Linked DNA regions of Neogale vison: region 1 is linked to region 2. A link is a contact called in public Hi-C data. All regions are on one chromosome and are shown on one strand. The core of a region is the stretch at or near the end of the contact, and the rest is flanking DNA. Distances in the headings are between cores, read along the strand shown. Region 1 holds the start of MAGEF1 (melanoma-associated antigen F1). Region 2 holds the start of EPHB3 (ephrin type-B receptor 3).

What was found. A called contact is a pair of places that touch in the nucleus more often than the background predicts.
Region 1: a Hi-C map of muscle shows a contact between it and region 2, with 5 times the contacts expected there. The contact joins the promoter of MAGEF1 here to the promoter of EPHB3 in region 2. A contact is called at or near these places in 2 of 3 Hi-C or Micro-C datasets (fibroblasts and muscle).

The regions. Positions count from the first base shown.
Region 1 is chr6:107,578,001-107,580,914 of ASM_NN_V1, reverse strand. MAGEF1 (melanoma-associated antigen F1) reads left to right here and starts at 1,366. Exons shown (of 1, transcript XM_044251920.1): 1 at 1,366-2,914. The coding sequence starts at 1,591. The coding sequence ends at 2,568.
Region 2 is chr6:107,447,698-107,450,726 of ASM_NN_V1, reverse strand. EPHB3 (ephrin type-B receptor 3) reads right to left here and starts at 1,369. Exons shown (of 16, transcript XM_044251919.1): 1 at 1,261-1,369. The coding sequence starts at 1,369.

The DNA.
Region 1 (2,914 bases), core at 117-2,616, 130 kb before region 2:
TCATGTGATGTTGAGGAAGTTACTTAACGTCTTTCTGTATTACTTCACTTATAAAATGGGGATAATAATACCACTTATCTAGCAGGGCTGTTATGACTAGATAAGTTAATACATGTAAATACTTAGCACAGTATCAGCACATTAAAAATATGCAATAAATAATAGCTAACATTTATTGAACACTCCATATGTGCTGAGCACGGTATTAAATACTTTATATGCATTACTTCACATAATTCCCATAATGTTACTATTATACCCATTTTACTGATAAGGTAACTGAGAGGCAGGGAGTTTAGGTAACTTGCCCACGATTACATAGCTAGCAAATAGCAAATGCCATGGGAAAGACAGATCTATAAAATGGGGATGATAACAATACCTCTATGAAAATTAAACAAATTAATATCTGAAAAGTGGTTAGAACAGAGCCTAGTACATAATAAGGTCTATATAAGTGGATGTTAAATAAATGTAAATTGCTATGGTAATTCAGAGATAGTAGTAAGTAACTTCCATGCGGGGAGATTAAGGCAGGCTTTGGATTGGTGACATTTAAGCTGAGCCCCAAATAAAAGAGACAGAGAAAGAAAGGAAGGGAAGGAGGGAGAGAGAAGAGTGGAAGGGAAAGTGAGGAGACAGAGGGAAGAACTGGGGATATGCAAAAAGAGAAAAAGTGATGGGAGTAGTTAGTTTTGATTAGGTCAAAGAGTCTCCTCTATCCTTCCATCAGTCAATATTTCTGTCAGCCAGATTTTCCTTTCACCCCTATAGAATCTGCTATCCTCACTCCCTCATCCTCAATTTTATAATACTTATGGGGAGCCTGTAGGTGCCAGGCACCGTTCTAAGAGCTGGGGATACAGCAATGCACAAGAGAAGCCAAGTCTCAGTTCCTATTCTGCACTACAATAAGGCTCCAAACTGGATTCCCAGCTTTTGGTCGTCCCTACTTCCAATCCATCCTCCACGCTGCCACGAGAAAGATTGTGAAGATAGAGATCTGGTCCAGGCACTCCCTGGCTTAAACTCCCAGTAGTTTCCAGTAAAATCACTCAAAATCAATCCTAGATACACACTTAAAATAAGCACTTGCTGAAAAGACGTGGCTAGAACGCCTTCCCTATTTCAACCTTGTCCACGGAAACATTTCCCATCCTGCAAGCCTTGGATGAGAAATCCAGGGCTGGCCCCCTTCAGCTCTGGAGCCTGAAACGCAACGCTGGGAGCACACCTCCCACCTCCCCTGCACGTAAACCCAAACCCAGAGGGAGCCGGAAGGGGCGGGGCTTTGCTCGGTCCCGGGCCACCATCTTGGCTGAGCTGGCCGGAAGTGGTCCGGCGAACCGGCGCGCGGGCGCACACTGAGGCTGCGCCGGGGCGGCGCGCAGGTCTTCAGCGCCGGCGGCGTTGCGGCAACGGTCTCGAGCCCTCCGCAGTGCAGTCCAGCATCCCGAAAGCCCTTTCAGACCTCTCTCCTAGTCCTCCTCCCGCTGCCCCAGGCTCTGTCCCGCCCCTCCGCCGGGGTTTGCGCAGCGGCTTGCACGCCCCTTGGCCCTTGTACGTGCTCTGCACCTGCCTGCCTGAAACATGTTGCAGAAACCCGAGAGCGGGGCTCTCCCCATCCCTCAGGCCGAGGGGGAGAAGGATGGCAGCCGTGACGGTGAGACCCAGGCCCTGACCGCCTCTCAGAAAGAGGTCCCGAGCCCCTTCCTGCAGGAGAGCCCCAATGAGGATCTTGGCGCCCGGAGGGAGGAGGGGGCTACGGCGTCCGCCCTCACCCCAAAAGGCGCGAGGACCTTGGCAGCCAAAGCCTTGGCCCGGCGCAGGGCCTACCGCCGTCTGGATCGGACGGTGGCCGAGCTGGTGCAGTTCCTGCTGGTGAAGGACAAGAAGAAGAGTCCCATCACTCGCTCCGAGATGGTGAAATATGTAATCGGAGACTTGAAGGATCTGTTTCCTGAGATCATCGCAAGGGCCGCAGAGCATCTGCGGTATGTCTTTGGTTTCGAGCTGAAACAGTTTGGCCGCAAGCACCACACTTACATCCTGGTCAACAAACTCAAACCTCTGGAGGAGGAGGAGGAGGTGGAGGAGGAGGATCTGGGAGGAGATGGCCCCAGATTGGGTCTGTTAATAATGATCTTGGGCCTTATCTACATGAAAGGTAATAGTGCCAGGGAGACACAGGTCTGGGAAATGCTACGTCGTTTGGGAGTGCGTCCCTCAAAATACCATTTCCTCTTTGGATACCCAAAGAGACTTATTATGGAAGATTTTGTGCAGCAGCTATACCTCAATTACAGGCAGGTGCCTCACACCAATCCGCCGGAATGCGAATTCTCTTGGGGTCCCCGGAGCAACCTGGAAATCAGCAAGATGAAAGTTCTGGGGTTCGTGGCCAAGCTCCATAAGAAAGAACCCCAGCACTGGCCAGTGCAGTACCGTGAGGCCCTGGCAGACGAGGCGGACAGGGCCAGAGCCAAGGCCAGAGCGGAGGCCAGTATGAGAGCTAGGGCCAGGGCCAGGGCCAGGGCCACTGATAGGGCTGGTATATACCCCTGGTGAGGACTTGTGGAACAGTGGGCAGCCAGGTCCTCCTGGTTATGAAAAAGCTACTGTCTGAGTCATAAGTAGTATCACTGGGGGTAGGTCGCTAATTAGAAGTTGTATTTGTGTAACTAAAGGTTTTGTATCTTGCTATGTTTTGTTAACATTTTACATACTGTTAAATTGATGTTTATAAATGAGACTGGTCTACTTTTTCCTGTAGCATTTTATTGTAGAGTTTGGCTGGTTTTGTAAAGTGGATCGAAAACTTTACATTTTGTTCTGTGATCTTGAACAAATGACGCAGCATGGTACTGCTGTATGTTAATGGTTTCAAGGACCTCAGCAATGTGATCATCTGGTA
Region 2 (3,029 bases), core at 120-2,619:
GTCCACCCGTGTGAACCGGCCTGTCAGCGCCGGTGGGCTCCGAGATAAAAGGGGTTGGGGGTTTGTAGGACCGTTTCCCAGAGAGAAAACTGGAAAGCACCAGAAGATGCCTTTCTCTCGGAACTGTGCCCTTTTTCCTTTAAGTTTACCAGTTGTGAACATACAAACAAACCAAGCTACACAGAATTCCTATTTTGTTCCTATACTAAGAAAGTGACTAGACGTGCTGTTAAAGACACCAAAACTAAGTACTGTCTATATTCCAATGTCCCACAAATTTCTGTGGTGTCCTACCCTCCAGATTAAGGTCTTCTCTCCTTTAATGGCTCCAAAATTTTAGGAAACCCTGTGTGTGTGCGTGTGTCTATTGTCTGTGACCAGTGTCAGTGCCTCTCTCTCCCGCAGACTCCTGTCAAGTGGCCACATGTGTGTGAGCTCTCCCACCAGGGCCAACAGCATCCTGTTCCCCCAAGTACAGTCGTTTGGAAGTTGGAGCCACCCGCTCAGCACCGTCTGGATCGGTTTCACACAACCTACTGAGGAACTCGGCCTTTCCCCACCGCCAAAAGGGGCAAACCCCTGAACTTCGGGGGTCCAACGGAGACCCGAACATTCGCATGTCCTGCTAGAAGGCGGAGAACCGCAGAGCAGCGCGCACTGCCCGTGGGGGCAGCACCTCGTGTGTAACTGGCGCTCCATAAACCATAAACAATAACAGGCCCCCGCCTCTCCACCCCCGCAGCCATCCCCTGACAAAGCAGGGTGCACGCACTCACACCTCTCACAGTCGACTCCAACGGGTTCCTAACCAACGCCGCCCCCCAACCTGGGAGTCCCGCTTCGCCCCCACCCGCCACAGCCCCGCGGCATTCTCGGAGGCCCCCCGCCTCGCCCGGTGGGTCGCCCACACTTCCTCGCCTCCCCGGGCAGCTTAGGGCTCCGCTCCTCTGCGGTGAGTGCGGGGTTCTCCCCCATGAGCTCACAGCGGTTCTGTGACTTTCGGGGACGCTCAACCCAAGTCGAGCTGCCCGAGATCCACGACCCACGTACCGCGGGCCTCTGGGCCATCTGGAGCCTGCGAGGCGGCTACGGGGGCCATCTCCCCACCCCATCCTCCGGCCCCCGGAGCGGCGCGGGTGACGGAACCTCCTCCGACGTGCGCCCAGCCCGCATCTGACCCACAGCGCGGGTCCTCTCCGGCCTACGCTCGGGCGACCCCGGCTACCCTAAGCCTCGGACGCACCCCCCGACGCCGCTCACCTTCCAGCGCCCGGCAGCCGGCGGGCAGCAGCAGCGGCAGCAGCAGCAGCGGAGGGAGCAGCGGCAGGAGCCCCGGCGGCGGTGGCGGCGGCGGGCGGGCTCGGGCCATGGCCGGGGCGGGCTCCGGGAGCCGAGCCGGGCCGCGCCGGGCCGCGCCGGCGGGGCTGCGGGCACCCGGGGAAGGGTCCGCTTCGCGGGCTCCGAGGAACGCTCGCGTACGGTCCCAGGAGATCCGGGCAAGGAGACGGTGCGATCCAGGCGGGCGGCTCCGAGACCCAGGCGGCGGCCGAGCCTGGCGATGCTGGGGGATGCAGGCAGGTCGGACCCGCGGGAATCTGGACGGACCGGTCCAGGAGGATCCCGGGCGCTGGAGAGCTCGGAGCCGGAGAACTCCGGGAGGCGGGCCGGGGCGGGAGGGCGCAAGTGGTGGTAGTTCGGGGGCACAGTTATCTGGCGGTCTGCCGCGGGCCCGACTCGGATCCGGGGCTCCGGGTGCGCGCGCCGTCCGGGGTCGGAGCAGGGTTCTTGCAGCGCCGCTCACGTACTCACTTCTGCTGTCCCCAGCGCCGGCGCTGCCGCTCTGGGCGAGAGGGGCGGGACCGACCTCCTGCCTGTCAGCGCCTTGGCCCCGCCCCTAGCCTCGGGCCGCCCACTCACAGACCGCCAGGAGCGCGGCTTCGTTCTCCTCAGGAGCTCTCCGCTGGAGTTCAGTCGGCGGCGCCTCCATCAGGCACACCTTCAGGGTCTCCGAAGCCTGGAGTGGGCGGAGCCAAGAAAAAGATGAATTAGATTGGGCGGAGCGATGCTGTCAATCAGACGGAAACCCCGCCTCCTGTTTCCCATTGGCCTTTAGTAGCCGAACCGGAGTCCGAAAAGGGGCCGGTCACATACAACGAGCTGAGGGCGCCCCCCTGTGGCCCGTACTCTCCCAGGGACGCCCCCACGTGGCTATCTTTTCTCCAGGCGCTTCCAGACCCTAACCTCGAGTTTAGGCACTTCAAGGGGGGCCTATCCGCAACACATCCTTCGACCAGGGCCTTCTGCTCTCTTATTCATTCAATCATTCATTCATTCATTCATTCAGCCGTTCTCTGAGCGTAGACTCTATTACTGCGGGTGCTACAGCAATCGACAGAGGTCTGTGTTCTCTTGGAGCTAGTTTAGTGGTGGAGGCGGGCATGAAGTCATCCCAGCAGAACAGAGGACAGAGTTGCCAGAGCACATGTGAGGGGGATAGCTATGTCTGGCCCTGAGTGAAGGACATTTCAGCTGAAACATGAAAGATGAGTAGTAGGTGAAGGATGTGTGTTTAGAGACAGGATCAGGATGGGGTGGCTGTTTCAGACACAGCAAACACACTTTGTGCAACATCCCAGCGGCAAGAGAAACTGATATTCACTAGAAGAATCTGAAACAAGTTCAGAATATCCTGAGTGTAGGGTTAGAGACTGAAAAGAGGCTTAGAAGTAGGTGTAGAGGGCCAGAGGAATTGTTTTCAGACTCATGCGGCATTCTTGAGAGCTGGAGCTTGAAGCAAAGGCTTTGCCTTACCCGCTTAGGGTGGCTGCCCCTGGGAAGTAAGAATGGGGGAGGCAAGGGTAGAAACAGGGAACTAGAGAGGGAGCTGTGCGATAGCCAGGTGGAGGAACGTGCTGCTTTGAACTAGCGTGGAGACTGTGGGGACAGAGAAAAGTGGACAGGTCGAAGGTGTTTCAGGAGGTAGGATTCATGAGATTTGTGACTCAGTGGTTGAGAGGTACATGGTGGAT